Linked DNA regions of Sus scrofa: region 1 is linked to region 2. Evidence: chromatin contacts called from public Hi-C data. All regions are on one chromosome and are shown on one strand. Each heading gives the region's core, a stretch centred on a gene start, on an enhancer-like site or on the middle of the called end of the contact. The rest is flanking DNA. Distances are from core to core; before and after follow the strand shown. Region 1 overlaps RAB18 (ras-related protein Rab-18). Region 2 holds the start of RAB18 (ras-related protein Rab-18).

Evidence for each region. A called contact is a pair of places that touch in the nucleus more often than the background predicts.
Region 1: a Hi-C map of liver shows a contact between it and region 2, with 4 times the contacts expected there. The contact joins the enhancer-like site here to the promoter of RAB18 in region 2. A contact is called at or near these places in 3 of 5 promoter capture datasets (fetal liver, fetal skeletal muscle and liver), 5 of 47 Hi-C or Micro-C datasets (liver and skeletal muscle) and 2 of 2 datasets of contacts at active chromatin or transcription factors (alveolar macrophages and skeletal muscle).

Annotation. Positions count from the first base shown.
Region 1 is chr10:39,004,119-39,010,833 of Sscrofa11.1, reverse strand. It overlaps RAB18 (ras-related protein Rab-18), which reads right to left. Exons shown (of 7, transcript XM_021064710.1): 7 at 5,859-6,010. The coding sequence ends at 5,967. Among named protein-coding and RNA genes, the nearest start is that of RAB18, 37 kb to the right of the region's middle. Within about 2 kb of position 3,138, at least 14 of the 83 cell types and tissues checked have an H3K27ac peak or open chromatin away from gene starts, as enhancers often do. A contact at or near this core is called in alveolar macrophages, fetal liver and liver, where this site is marked.
Region 2 is chr10:38,965,092-38,971,920 of Sscrofa11.1, reverse strand. RAB18 (ras-related protein Rab-18) reads right to left here and starts at 1,540. Exons shown (of 7, transcript XM_021064710.1): 1 at 1,245-1,540. The coding sequence starts at 1,312. LOC102165822 (a long non-coding RNA gene) reads left to right here and starts at 1,536. Exons shown (of 3, transcript XR_002336324.1): 1 at 1,536-2,088.

The sequences.
Region 1 (6,715 bases), core at 1,889-4,388, 37 kb before region 2:
TGTACATGTCTATAATCACGATTTACTCTCAAAAAAATCTCAATTATCAAGCATCTCTCCACTGTCGCCTATCTTTCCAGTTCCCTTGCCTTAATAGATCCATTCCAATACATCTGACTTTACGTGGGAGCAGCCATCCTTTAGTTCCACCATTTTTCCCCCATTAATAATTTCCTGTTGCCGCCACTAGTTTAAAAAAAGTGACTGATCACTTACATGTGGAATCTAAAACATACAACAAACTAGTGGGTATAACAGAAAAGCAGCAGACTCGCAGATATACAAACAGTTTCCGTGGGGAGAGGGGAGAGGATAGGGGCAGTACTGTGTGTGGTGGTGGGAGGATTAAGAAGTACAAACTGTTAGGTGTAAAGTAAGCTACAAGGGTATAATGTACAACATGGGGAATAGAGCCAATATTTTACAACTATAAATGGAGTATAAACTTTAAAAATTATGACTCCCTACATTGTACACCTGTAACTTACTGTTTACCAACTATATTTCAATTTAAAAAAATGACTGCTCCAGCTTAGGAGGACACACTTGAGCACAAGGGTTTGTTTAAATGCCCTTCTTCCAAAATGTTAAAAACATATTAAAAGAATTGAAGAATAAATCTTAATAGTGAAGGCAGTGAAGAATGTTATCATACATTTCTAAATTTATGCAAAATGAAGAAAAGATGGGTGGCTCTACTGGATAAAAGAGGAGAAAAAGGACCTACAAATTATCATACTAAGTGAAGTTACTCTGATATCGCTTACACGTGGAATCTAAAAAGAGGCTACAAATGAACTTATTTGCAGAACAGAAACAGACTTACAAACTTCAAAAAATTTATGGTTATTACCAAAGGGGATATGGGGTGGACTAGGGGTTTGGGATGGAAATGTTCTAAAATTAGGTTGTGATGACGCTTGTACAACTATAAATATAAAACTTCTGGAATGTCCCCGGTAACAGGAATGTTTCAGATCTTGTGATAGTGGTTATATTTATTATTAATTTATTAATGTTATTTAATATTTCATACAGCAATACATTTATTAAAACCCATCAATATAAAGTTCTAAAATGGGCATGTTTATTTAATGTAAAATGTACTTCAATAAAGACTTTAGGATCTTATCCTCCAGACATGAAACAACAACTCACTGCCCACTCATGGGCAACTGGCTGAATAAGCTGTGCAATCTACAACAGACGGTTTGCAACCTTAAAAAAAGAATGAGGGAGGGCTCCACAAACTAATGATATATGGAGTGATTTTTCAGGTTACACTGTTAAGTGAAAAAGCAAGATTCAAGAGTATCCATAGTATGCTACCTTTTGTATGGTTTATCAAAAAAAAAAAAAAGAACATTGCATAATTTTTGCAAAAAGAAACATGGGGGGAATTACCAGAACCTAGTGATAATGACCATATGTGGAGAGAGCTTGAGATCAGGACAAAGTGAATAGATTTGGGAACATGACTTTCTCCATTCAGCTTTTTATAATATGGTATTGGCTTTTGAGCCATGTGAAATGTTTCAATTATTCAAAAGATTAAAAGGGATGAAAAAAGTAAGCTCTAAAATTGAATATAAGCAGGAACAAATGAACTTATACCAAATAGATAATAAAACCTCATAAAAAATTTATTCAAGTAATTTGAACACTTGACTATATACCCATAGTGAGGTACACACCTAAGGTCAAAAAGAATGCAAGTGAATTTCGACATTTTCTTAGCAGGGTCATGGTTGGTAGTTCTACTGGTATTGCAAGAAATCATTTTGTAAGAGTGATTTGTTCGTGTTTCTATTAATGAACAGCGAACTGTGCAAGAGGCAAATGTAAACAGACATGTTTATTTGTACATGCCGTGCTCTCTATCCAGCACTGCAAGATTAGTGTTGTTTTTAGAGTAAACTTAGATGTGGATTGTGTGTTTATCCTAAAAATGGTGGTATGTGTGTGACACATGGGAATATATAGCTTAAAATTCCTAGCGAAGAAAACATGCCTGAAGGAATACAAAGCTAAAAAGGATAACTGTTTCAAGACCAGGAGCCTGTACTACCTCCTAACACGACAGCAGCTAGACTTCAGAGGCTGGGACATGCAGGAAGCCACAGAGCCTGACCTGAGGTTGGCAGTCAACACACAGGTCTTCACCCGCTGGGAACCCAGCAGTACTCTCATCAGGCACCTCATTTGCATTTATCGGCTCTCCTTAGAAACCACTCTATCATTTATTTACAGATCACTGGTCTAGACCACTTTTTGCCTGTTAAAAAGACCACAAACTGCTTGTAGAAGAAAAAAGGAAAATACAAGAGTTCCCGTCATGGCTCAGCTGAAACAAATCTAATATCCATGAGGATGCGGGTTCAATCCCCGGCATTGCTGTGAGCTGTGGTGAGGGTCACAAATGCGGCTTGGATCCTGTGTTGCTGTGGCTGTGGTGTAGGCTGGCTGGCAGCTGAGCTCTGATTCCACCCCTAGCCTGGGAACTTCCATATGCCCCAGGTGCGCCCCTAAAAAGCAAAAAAAAAAAAGAAAGAAAAATACACATATGCACATATGGAATGAGAAACTACAACTTTAGAAAAATACTTTTCAAATGGGTATATCCAATCTTATTCCAGAAAAATTTTAAACCTCAGAAGAAAAAAAACCACTTTGTTTTCTCTATGTGAATTTTTTGACTTTAGAAAAACTGAGACCAATAACCACAACATGCTAATTATAACAGCTAACACTTACTGAAGTGCACTCTGTCAAGCTTTACACTCCCTAACTCAATCAATGCTCAGAACCCTACAGTGTTGAGACCACTATTACCCCACTTTCGAGAGGAAGAAACTGAGACAGACTCAAGAAGGCTGAGTAACTCACCCAGGATCTTTCAGCAGTGAAATAAATGAGCTAAGGATGTGAGCTCACTCTGATTCCAAAAGCCACACTCCTAACTTTATGCTATAATGACTTCTATGAAACTTGCAACAAACGGACAATATCCATTATTATTATTTTTCTTTTTTTCATGGCCACACCTGTGACACATGGACACTCCCAGGGTAGGGGTTGAATGGGAACTGCAGTTGCCAGCCTACACCACAGCTACAGCAATACTGATCCAAGCCACATCTGTGACCTTGCGGCAACACTGAATCCTTAACCCACTGAGCGAGGCCACAGATCAAACCCGCATCCTCATGGACACTACATCAGGTTCTTAACCCACTGAGCCACAATTGGAATTCCAATATCCATTTAAAAAAATAAGTATTCCAGCATATAAAAAAAGAATCTCAATTTTATGAGTCTTGCAAAACATGAAGTTAGCAACAACAGAAAACAGCCCAGTCTCACTATGACTACATACGAAAAAAGCAGAAAGTGGCAGATCCTGGGGAGAGCTTGGCCTATGCAAATACAGGAGGCCTGGCCTTGGAAAGGGCTGGGAGGGCTGGCTGCATGTAATGGCCCTGGTCAAAGGCTGGGGTATGCAGGCCTTAGCAGCAGTTGTGAAATAGGACGTTTCCTCTAAACACATTGTCAGGAAACAGATTCGAAAAAATACAGAAACAAAACAGCTGCAATTTCCTCTAAATAAATATATACACTAAAGTTACAAATGATATTTTTTTCTATTTTACCTAGAAAACTAAAGAAACCTTAGTTGAAACCAAAGTACCAAACTGATTAGTCAGTTGGACAGACAGAAAAAACAGTAGCTTTTTCTTCTTAGCATCAACTACATAGATTCTGAAATGAGAAGACTGATTCTATTCACCCTAATGAAAAAAACAGTTCTTGGTAAGAATAGTTCTTAAAAAAGAAGCTTAAGGGCCTATGTAAAAAGAAACTATAAACATAAAAACAGTTTAAGAGCTGAATAGAAAGATATCTCTTTTCCTAATGGCAAGTCTTACCATTAAATTATCAGTTTTCTTATAATTAATGTAGAAATTTTTATCAAATGATTCCAATTGATAAAGTTTTAACAAACTGATTAAAATGATTACGTTTTTAGTTTAAAAATGTTTACTTATGCAATATTTCAAACAAATTCAAAAGACAGACCACTAATTGGGAAGAGTAATATACATTAGTGACAAAGGATTAGTATCCATATCACATTTTATAAAGAACTTCTCTCTTAAAAAAAGAAAGATCTACACAAAGGAAAAAATGGGCAAAGAATAAGGCGAAAGACTCATATGTTAAAAAAAAAAAAAAAAAAAAAAAAACACTGAAAAAGAGTCAGAAAGCATTTGCCTTATCAGCCACAAACATACACGACTAACAAAACTTTCATTCTGCCATGGCTCTGTGGCAGTCTGATGAAACCCAGAGAGCCCTTCCGAGACTGTTTTTAAAGCATAAACGAAACATACGGGATTACAGAAAGCCAATTACACTGAAATCCATAAACTTCCAAGGTGAAGAGACCCTAAAATAGAAGGCCAAAGTAGATTCTAGTACTCTGGGAATTTTATCTAGGGCAAAATTGGTCCTTCAGCTCAGTGGGAAATTTATTTAATGCACACAACTGACACACCACGTGAAGACCAAGATTGCACCTACCTTGTGTCATAAGCAGAAGTGAATTACAGTTAGTAAAGTGTTAAGAAAAAAATAAAAGTCTCAGAAAGGTTAAGGAGATTGCATGTACAGCCTAAGGGGTGAGGAACCCAAAAGGTATAAAATATTTAAAGATAAATTGTAAGAAGAAACACAGTATAAGCAAACTGAAAAACAAACACTGGATTAGAAATAGATGCTCACAACACACACACACACACACACACAGGTTAATATCTGTACTAACCAAACAGCTCATATAACAATAATAAAACCAGAAAAAGACTGAGCAGAAAAACTGACAAATTTCAAAAAAGAGCAACTCCAAATAGCCTAAAAACATGGAAAAAAATGCTCTGCAGAAAATGCAAACGTTATGTAACATAAGTTAACACCATATAAATATCAAAGTGGCAAAAATAAAAATTTGAGAACACCTCATGCTGCTGATGGAGAATGCCGTGGAAAAATGATACCCTTCATATTTCTAAGGAGAAATGTAAATTGTTATGGACGTTTGGAAAGCAATTTATGAAATATATCAAAACTGAAAAACATACATTTTGTTTTGCCCAGGAATCCAACCTAAATATCCATCCCATAGAAACAAAAAGATATGTGTATAAGGATATTTATTGAAGCACCATCTGCAGAGGCAAAAATGGAACCAATATAAATATTCATTACTAGAGGAACAGCTAAATAGACTGTGGTAATCCACACCATGGAATATAATATTGTACAATCACTAAAAGAGATGCTAGCTGCATCTAAGTTGGCTTGGAGGGATTTTTCACAATCTATTGTTGGGTAAAAACAGCAAAAGGCAGAAGTGAATACGTAGGCAATCTTGTTTTTGTAAAACAACAGAATTAAAACAACGTATAAATGCATTCTTGCATATGATTAAAGAGGCATGGAGAGATGCATAAAAGCACACATGCCAGGTCCTAACAATGACTGTCTCAGGGAGGAGAGGTCAAGAGTGAGGGCTAGATGACAGAGGAGATTGAACCACAAATACACGAGACCCTATACAATACGGCGTCCTTAAAATTACACGTATGGAGTTAACTCATATATATGTCCACAAAAAAATATATGAAAGTAACCTCACTAAAATGTTAACAGTTACTTAAGAATTATGACTTTCCAAGTGGCAGTCATCAACATACTGAAATCAATGTACAAAGAGCCCGTCCAAGTAAGATCATATATACTCACTCACCATGCATACATTTGTTTACAAGAAAAAAAAAAAAAATCCAACTCAAACTGGCTTAAATAAAAAAGGAATTTATTGGCTCACATAGGTGAAGAGTCCAGCAGTAGCACTAACTTCAGGTCCAGGTTGATCCAGAGGCTCCAGATTGCATCAAGACTCCAACTCAGACGCCCTTTCCCTTTCTTGGTAGTGTCCTCGGCCTGACTCCTTTGAATTAGAAAAATGGCTGCAGCATGTTCAGAATGTGAATCTTCATACCACGCTATCATCCGCAGTTCCTGAGGAAGCCCCAGCCAACATCTTTTAACGAAGTGGCCTGATCTGGGTCAGTTCCCTATCCCTGGGGGCAGTACATGGGGCCGTGGTGGTGGTGGTGGTGGGGGGCAGCGGGGGCAGGGAGTGGCCCTGGTTAGATAACCAGGCCAGCTCTAGAGCTGATGGTGCGACAGTCCCATTCAAGCTGCGTGGGTGCTGATGGGGGGCAGTTATCCAAAGAGAAGGTGGGCTGTACTGTGAGAGAAGGAAGTGGATGCTGGGTGGGCAACCACAGCATACACGAATAAGGCATAAAAGAAAATAATACAAATATCCAATGAAATATTAAAAGTGCTCAACCCTGCTAGTAAGCAGAGAAATACAAATAAAATTACATAATTTGTGGTTTATCAGGTTAATAAAAACAAAAAAAGAAAAAGAAACATTGCTCCTGTGTGTGAGAGATGGTGAGAGGTCAGCTCCTGTGAATAGGTGCTCACACCACCACTGGAAATGTCTGTGACAAAACAAAACAGTTGATAACTAAGAGGCACTGAAGCAAACTTTATACCACAGTCAGAAAGGCTACTGATTCCTAAATAGGAAACAAAAAGCTAGCAACGAATAGTAAAATTTTAAGCCCCCCCCATAATATAA
Region 2 (6,829 bases), core at 291-2,790:
GTTAACCTTTACCTAACTTTTTAAACCCTCAAACACAATACACAGAGGTTATGAAAATGATTTTATTCAGCCCTTTAATACACACAGACATGCAGAAATCATACTATTTTGTTAACCCATGGTGTTTCATATTCTTTGCTATGTACAAATCCCTCACTCTTAATATTGTGTACATTAAATGAGGAAAACCATGAAAATGTACTGCCATGTTTTAAAAGTTTATGAAGTTCAGAACATATTACAGAAAAGATTTCAAATCTTCAAATATCTAAAAAAGTAAGACTTTACGAAGTGGTCTGAAAGCTGTTTATCAGCAAGTACAGCTAAAATACGAAATTGCTTACAGCTTCTGGAATTTGAATATTATTTAAAGATCAAAGCCGCCTACAACACAACTTACTCTTTTATCAGATGGCAAGGATTTTAACTTCACCTGGAGAACTGTTCTAAGACCAGGGTGATATCACAACCTCTCCTGCAACACCCACGAGGCTCCAGATCTCCAGGGGCTTCTTATACTCAACTCTAACTATAGCCAACATTACTTTCCCCCAAGAAAGGGCCGAGAAAGAAAACACACATAGTCTTGTGTTGTTTTATCTCTATATGATGTGGCAGAAGGAGAAGTAACAAGAACACTCGATGTTTAGAAGTGGCCCACAGTTTACGCTCTAGCATCTTAGCCGAAAGTGAATTACTCAAGTAGTCAGAAGACATGAGTTCTTTCACAGCTGACTCATTTAACAAAAAAAAAAAAAAAAAAAAAGCGGCCGCGGAATGTCACCTACGGCGTCACGAAACTTCCTGTGTAGAACACTACGTATTCAGAGAAAGCCCGACAGAAATCTCTCCGTGGTTTAGTGACAACTCTCCACTCGCGCGGTGACAGGCAGCCTGAGCCCGGACGGGCCGAGCGAGGCCTCGGCCTCGGCCGGACTCGGGCCCACACCCGCCCGCCACGCCCTGGGCGCCTCGGCAGCAAACCCGCCGGCCGAGTGGCGCCGTCCGAAATGCTTTCCTCTGGGTGCACAGGAAGAGAAGCGACAGAAGCCGGCCCGGCGGAGGCCGCGGACCCGGCGGGCGCGGGGGTGCGGGGAGCAGGGCCGCAGGCGCGAGGCCAGGCCGCCCAGCCCGACCAACGCCCGGTCGGCGCCGTTTACCGTTCCCGCCGCGGCCCAGCAGACAGCGACGACCCAAGCAGAAAGAGCCCCGCCGCCCTTGCCACGGCCGCAGACCCGCCTCACCTGGACTTGCCCACGCCACTCTCGCCGATGATGAGGATCTTCAGCGTAGTCAGCACGTCCTCGTCCATCCTGACCCCGCTCCGCGCCCGCCTGGCCGCGCCGGTCCGACTCTCTCAACCCTTCGTGGGGGAGCTGCCCGCGCATGCGCAGCGCCCAGCCCCGCCGCTGCCTCCTTCCTTTCACACCGGGTGTTTAGGTTGCAGGAGCCCGGGACGCCCCAGATCCGCCTGGACGTAGCTCTGCGTCTGCGCAAACCCAGAGTCCCAGGCGTCTTTCCGGAAGGTAAGCCCTCACTTGCGCAAGCGCAGAAGGAGAGAGCCGGATGTGATTTCACCTACCTTGCAGGCTCTTGCGCCTCCTCAGCCATAGCTTGACCCTCAACCTGTGGCTTGGGTACCTAGGAAAGAACTGAGTTAGGTCAGGGTCGATTAGTGCTCTTTTATTTCAGCAGCTGGTCCCAACAGCTGCATTGTTTGTGCTTGAAGGCAGATTGCCTTAATTTTAGGTATAACGCTTTATGTTATGTAGACTTTGAGCCTGTTTCCTAGTCAGCGGCAATAATACTTAGAATAATACTTAAAATAATTCCAGCTTCTTAGGATTGTGGGGAAGATTAAAGGATTGCGATGGCTCTTTGTAAACTGAAGTGTTTTATAAAAGGTGTGATCGGGTATTAACTTCCTGGCTTACCGTCTGTTAGATTGATGAGGACCTTTCGCACCTCAATTCATCTTCAAAGAGAGACATAAACCTCAGGTAGATCAAGTACATGCAGACCCTCTGGTGGTGCAACTTCAAATCATCTATTACTCATAAGAACTACTACACTCCAGCTGCAGGAATTGTGAGTACATGCTTTGTCTTAAGTTATAAATCTTAGTGAAGGCATCAAACCTCATGTATGGTAACTAGTAAAGTGCCTGGTACACGATAGACACTAAATAAACACTTTTTTGTATCTAATTATACTTGCAGCTAGTGCCAGGTACAATAGGTGTGTATTAAAGAATATATATGAATAAAATTTAAAATAAATTAATGTTTGTTAAATCCCTGGAAAAGCTCTTTCATCAGATATTCAATGGCTCCTTCACCTCCTTCAGGTCTTTGCTTGAATGTTGCCTTTTTAATGAGGCCGTCCATGTACAAAATTCAAAATTTGCAAATCCTTCCCACATTCCCTATACCTCTTTGCATTGTTTTTCTACATATCACTTACTGTCCTCCAATATATATTTTACTAGTTTATCTTTCCACTGGCTAGTCTTCCCCAAGGAAAAGGGAAGCTTTATGAAGACAAGGATCTTTTTTCTGCTTTGTTATGCCTTCTGTGTCTAGAGTAGTTTCTGGCATCTAATATGCGCCAAGTAAATATTTGTTGAATGAATTAATTGAATGAACATTCTGGAGTCCATTTCTAACTTTGGAAGGTGATGTCAATTGGACAACCTCAACCTCTCTTAAAATAGCCCTTGAACCTCAATCAAGTCTATCCAGCCTACTTTGGCTGTGGCATCAAGACCTTATTAGTGAGACTCACAATATAGTCAAGCTCTTCTGCTCTAGGGCAGTGATTCTGCAAGTGTTGTCCCCAAGTCCCTGGAGATCCCCTTCAGGGAAGTACACAAGATCAAAGTATGTTCATAATGATTCAAGATATTGTTTACTTTTTTCACTATTGTTCTTTAATACAACAGTGGCATTTCTGCAGAGGCTACGTAATGTGTGATAGTAAAAGAGATTGAAGGCAGAACCAAATTTGAGAATTCAGCTACTTTCTATAAAGCCAGACATTAAAGATATTTGCAAAAATGTAAAATATGACCACTTTTTCAATATTTTTTGTTGTAAAATAGTTATTTTCATAAACATTTGTCTTAAGCGGTAATAGGTTTATTATTTTTGTAATGGAGTAATACATGTTTAAAATTCCTCAGTTCTAATTTCTGATAGAGTAAATATGAATAGTCATAGCCACATAATCAGCTCTTTCAAGTCCTCAATCATTTGTAAGAGTTTATATTAATATGTACAACCCAAACATTTGAGAACTGTTGCATAATACTATTCATACCAAGATAAAAAAGTTTAAATACCAAGCCTGGAGTTATTGATGCTGCTAGTAACACTGTTGACCTACTTTGGCAACACCATATCCTTTTGGATTTCCTCCTACCTCTTGGCTATGTCTCAGTTTTTTGTGCAATCCTCTTGCTCATTTTTAAACATTTGTGTTTCTTGAATTTTGTCCTAGTTTTATCGTCTTACTCTATACACTGCACACACATCATCTTCTTACATTTTCATGGTTTCCACATCCCACTAATGTTGAGTAATCCCAGAGTTACGTCTCTGATTGAGATTTCTCTCCTGAGGTTGAGGCCAAGGTACCCACCTGCTAAGATATCTCCACGTGGGTGTGCCCAGATGCAGAAAACCAAGCTCAACATGAATCACACTGAACCCATTGTCTTCCCCTCTATTCTAGCTTTTTCTCCCAATTTCATTTTTAAGGAATGGCATTCACACCCACTCAACTTCCCCAGCCTCACCACCTACAGCCAAACAGTTCTACTCCTTAACATCCCTGAAATGCATCCACCTTCTTCACCACTTCCACCACTGCCCACATCAGGTCATCACCATCATTCTTTTGCTGGATCACTTACCTTATCTGCTGGCCTTCCTGCCTCCATTCTCCATTTTTCTCTCCCCTCAGGCTCTTCCCTACACCTCAGCCAAAGAGCTGTTCCTAAAAGGCAAACCTAGTCCTGCCATGCCACCTTTCACATGCGGCTCACTCCCCTTCCAGGTGTTTATTATCACAAGTCCTGATTATCCACCCAAGCTCATCTCTTGCATCCCATGCCTTGTACTCTGTGTACTGGACAAATTAAATTCCTTTCATGTTTTCAATGACCCAGGTTTTGTCTTGTCTCCAGGACCTTGCTGGTCCTTCCTCCCGGAGTCCTCTTCTGTCCCCTGTCCCCCATCCCATCTCTGTACAGACTCACACACACTTTCGCTTGAACATCTCCTACTCATCCTTCATGTTCCAGCTTTGGAGGTCGTTCCTCTGGAACCATTTCCCTGGCCTCCCAGGTCAGCCTTACATGTTCATCTTAGGTGTTCTGATGGGCCTATTGTGGTATGTACGCCACAGTATTATTATTGCATATTTAGTTGTTCATCCTCCTACCAGAATGTATGCTACTGCTGTTGCTTTCTTTTTTTCTTTTCCTTTTTTTTTTTTTTTTTTTTTTTTTGGTCTTTTTAGGGCCATACCCACGGCATATGGAAGTTCCCAGGCTAGGGTAGAATCAGAGCTGCAGCTGCTGACCTATGCCACAGCCACAGCAACACCAGCTCTGAGCCATGTCTGCGGCCTACACTATAGCTCACTGCAACGCTAGAACCTTAACCCACTGATTGAGGCCAGAGGTTGAACTCACATCTGCATGGACACTAGTCAGGTTCTGAACCTGCTGAGCCACAGCAGGAGTTCCCAGAATGTGTGCTCCTGGAAAGCAGAATTGATTACTGCCCTGTTCATTGTTCCACCTGCAGCATGTAGTACAATGCCAAGCATAGAGTTGTTGCTAAAATGTTTTTGGGTGAATATAAAAAACTCAAGTCAACCTCAGGAATTTGGAATAGCAAGATCTTCTTGTTTATTTGTACATACGTTGGGGTGTCTCTTGAATCTCTCTCTTGAACATTAGGGGAAGAAACTATTAAAGTACAACCATTAGGTACTTCTAAAAAGGAAGCAAGCATTGGTGCACAGAGAAGTCAGGATAGTGTTTTGTTGTTCTAAATAGGTGATACAGACGATAAATGCTCTAGAAATTCAGACTGGAATAATTGGGTCACTGAAGTTTAGGGCCACCAGAAAAAGCTTCACCATGAAGCAGGACTTGAACGGGGTACAGTTTAGACAAATATAAAAAGGGGGCAAGTCTTCAAGCAGAATGAATTTAGTATAAACAAAGGTATCAGGACTACATGTAAAAATATAATCTTTTAGGTGGATAAATCTGTCTATAGAGAGGAAGTATTAAGGAGCAGGCGGGAGTAAAGTCATTGTGGACACAGAATATTGCCTGCCCTATCAGCAAACAAAGGCTATTGCTGCCACCAAACCCTCAGCCAGTGCAGCCACCCACAGAGAGTGTCCCCTGAGGGCACTCAGATGGGAAAGAACAAGGCACTGGCCCCAGATAGTTAGGGTGCACATCAAAGGAATGATTTCAATAAGCCTAGACTCTTACATCTTTTCATACATAGAAAAGCACTAAAGCACTAACCTTTTGGTGTTTGATTACCTGTTTTGTTTTTTTTGTTTTGTTTTATATTTACGCTATTTTTTATTGTGATCAATTGTTATTTCCCTAATACATTTTCTTTCTACTATACAGCTGGCTGACCCAGTTACAAATACATGTATACATTCTTTTTTCTCACATTATGCTCCATCATAAGTGACTAGACATAGTTCCCAGTGCTACAGGATTTTTTTGTTTTTTGTCTTTTTAGGGCCTCACTTGTGGCATATAGAAGTTCCCAGGCTAGGGATCGAATTGGAGCTGCAGCTGCCAGCCTACACCACAGCTCACGGCAATGCCAGATCTTTAACCCACTGAGCAAGGCCAGGAATTGAACCCGCAGTCCTCATGGATTCTAGTCAGGTTCGTCACCATCGGGCCATGACAGGAACTCCTTGATCCATCCTCTAATATTAATTCTTTCTGTCAAAAAAGATATAATCAGCTCAGAAGGTAACATCTAAGGAAATAATTTTAAGACCTGAAGTTTGGGATGCCCTGTGGGCAAGCGCAGTATGTGGAAGGGATTGTAATTAAGGAATGACTTGGGAGTTTCCGTGGCGCAGTGGTTAACGAATCCTACTAGGAACCATGAGTTTGCGGTTCAGTCCCTACCCTTGCTCAGTGGGTTAACTATCCGGCGTTGCCGTGAGCTGTGGTGTAGGTCACAGACGTGGCTCGGATCCTGCGTTGCTGTGGCTCTGGTGCAGGCCAGCAGCTACAGCTCAGATTAGACCCCTAGCCTGGGGAACCTCCATATGCCGCGGGAGCGGCCCAAGAAATGGCAAAAAGATAAAAAAAAAAAAAAAGAAATGACTTGGAGGGGAGTTCCCATTGTGGCTCAGCTGGTTACAAACCGGATGTAGCAGTTCCTATTGACCTCTAGCTTGGGAACTTCCATATGCCATAAGTGTGGCCTTAAAAAGCAAAAAAGAAAGAGAGAGAGAGTGAGAAAGATAGAAAGAAAGATGGAAGGAAGGAGAGAGAGAGAAAAGAAAAGAAAAGAAAAGAGGAACATGGTGGTGTGATGGGAGGTGTTCCAGGTCTGTTCTGTTCACAGTATGCCCCCGGCAGCCAGCCCAGAAAGGGACAGAGAGGCAGATGAAAGATCAGATTTGGGCCATTGCCTTTTTTTTTTTTGCATCTTTTTGCTGTTCCTCTCAGCCTCAGTGAAGAGACACCTAGAAACGCTGCTTGCAGAGTTCACCTGCTCTGAACAGGTACCAACACGAGCATTGTGACTCACTGCTTATATATGTA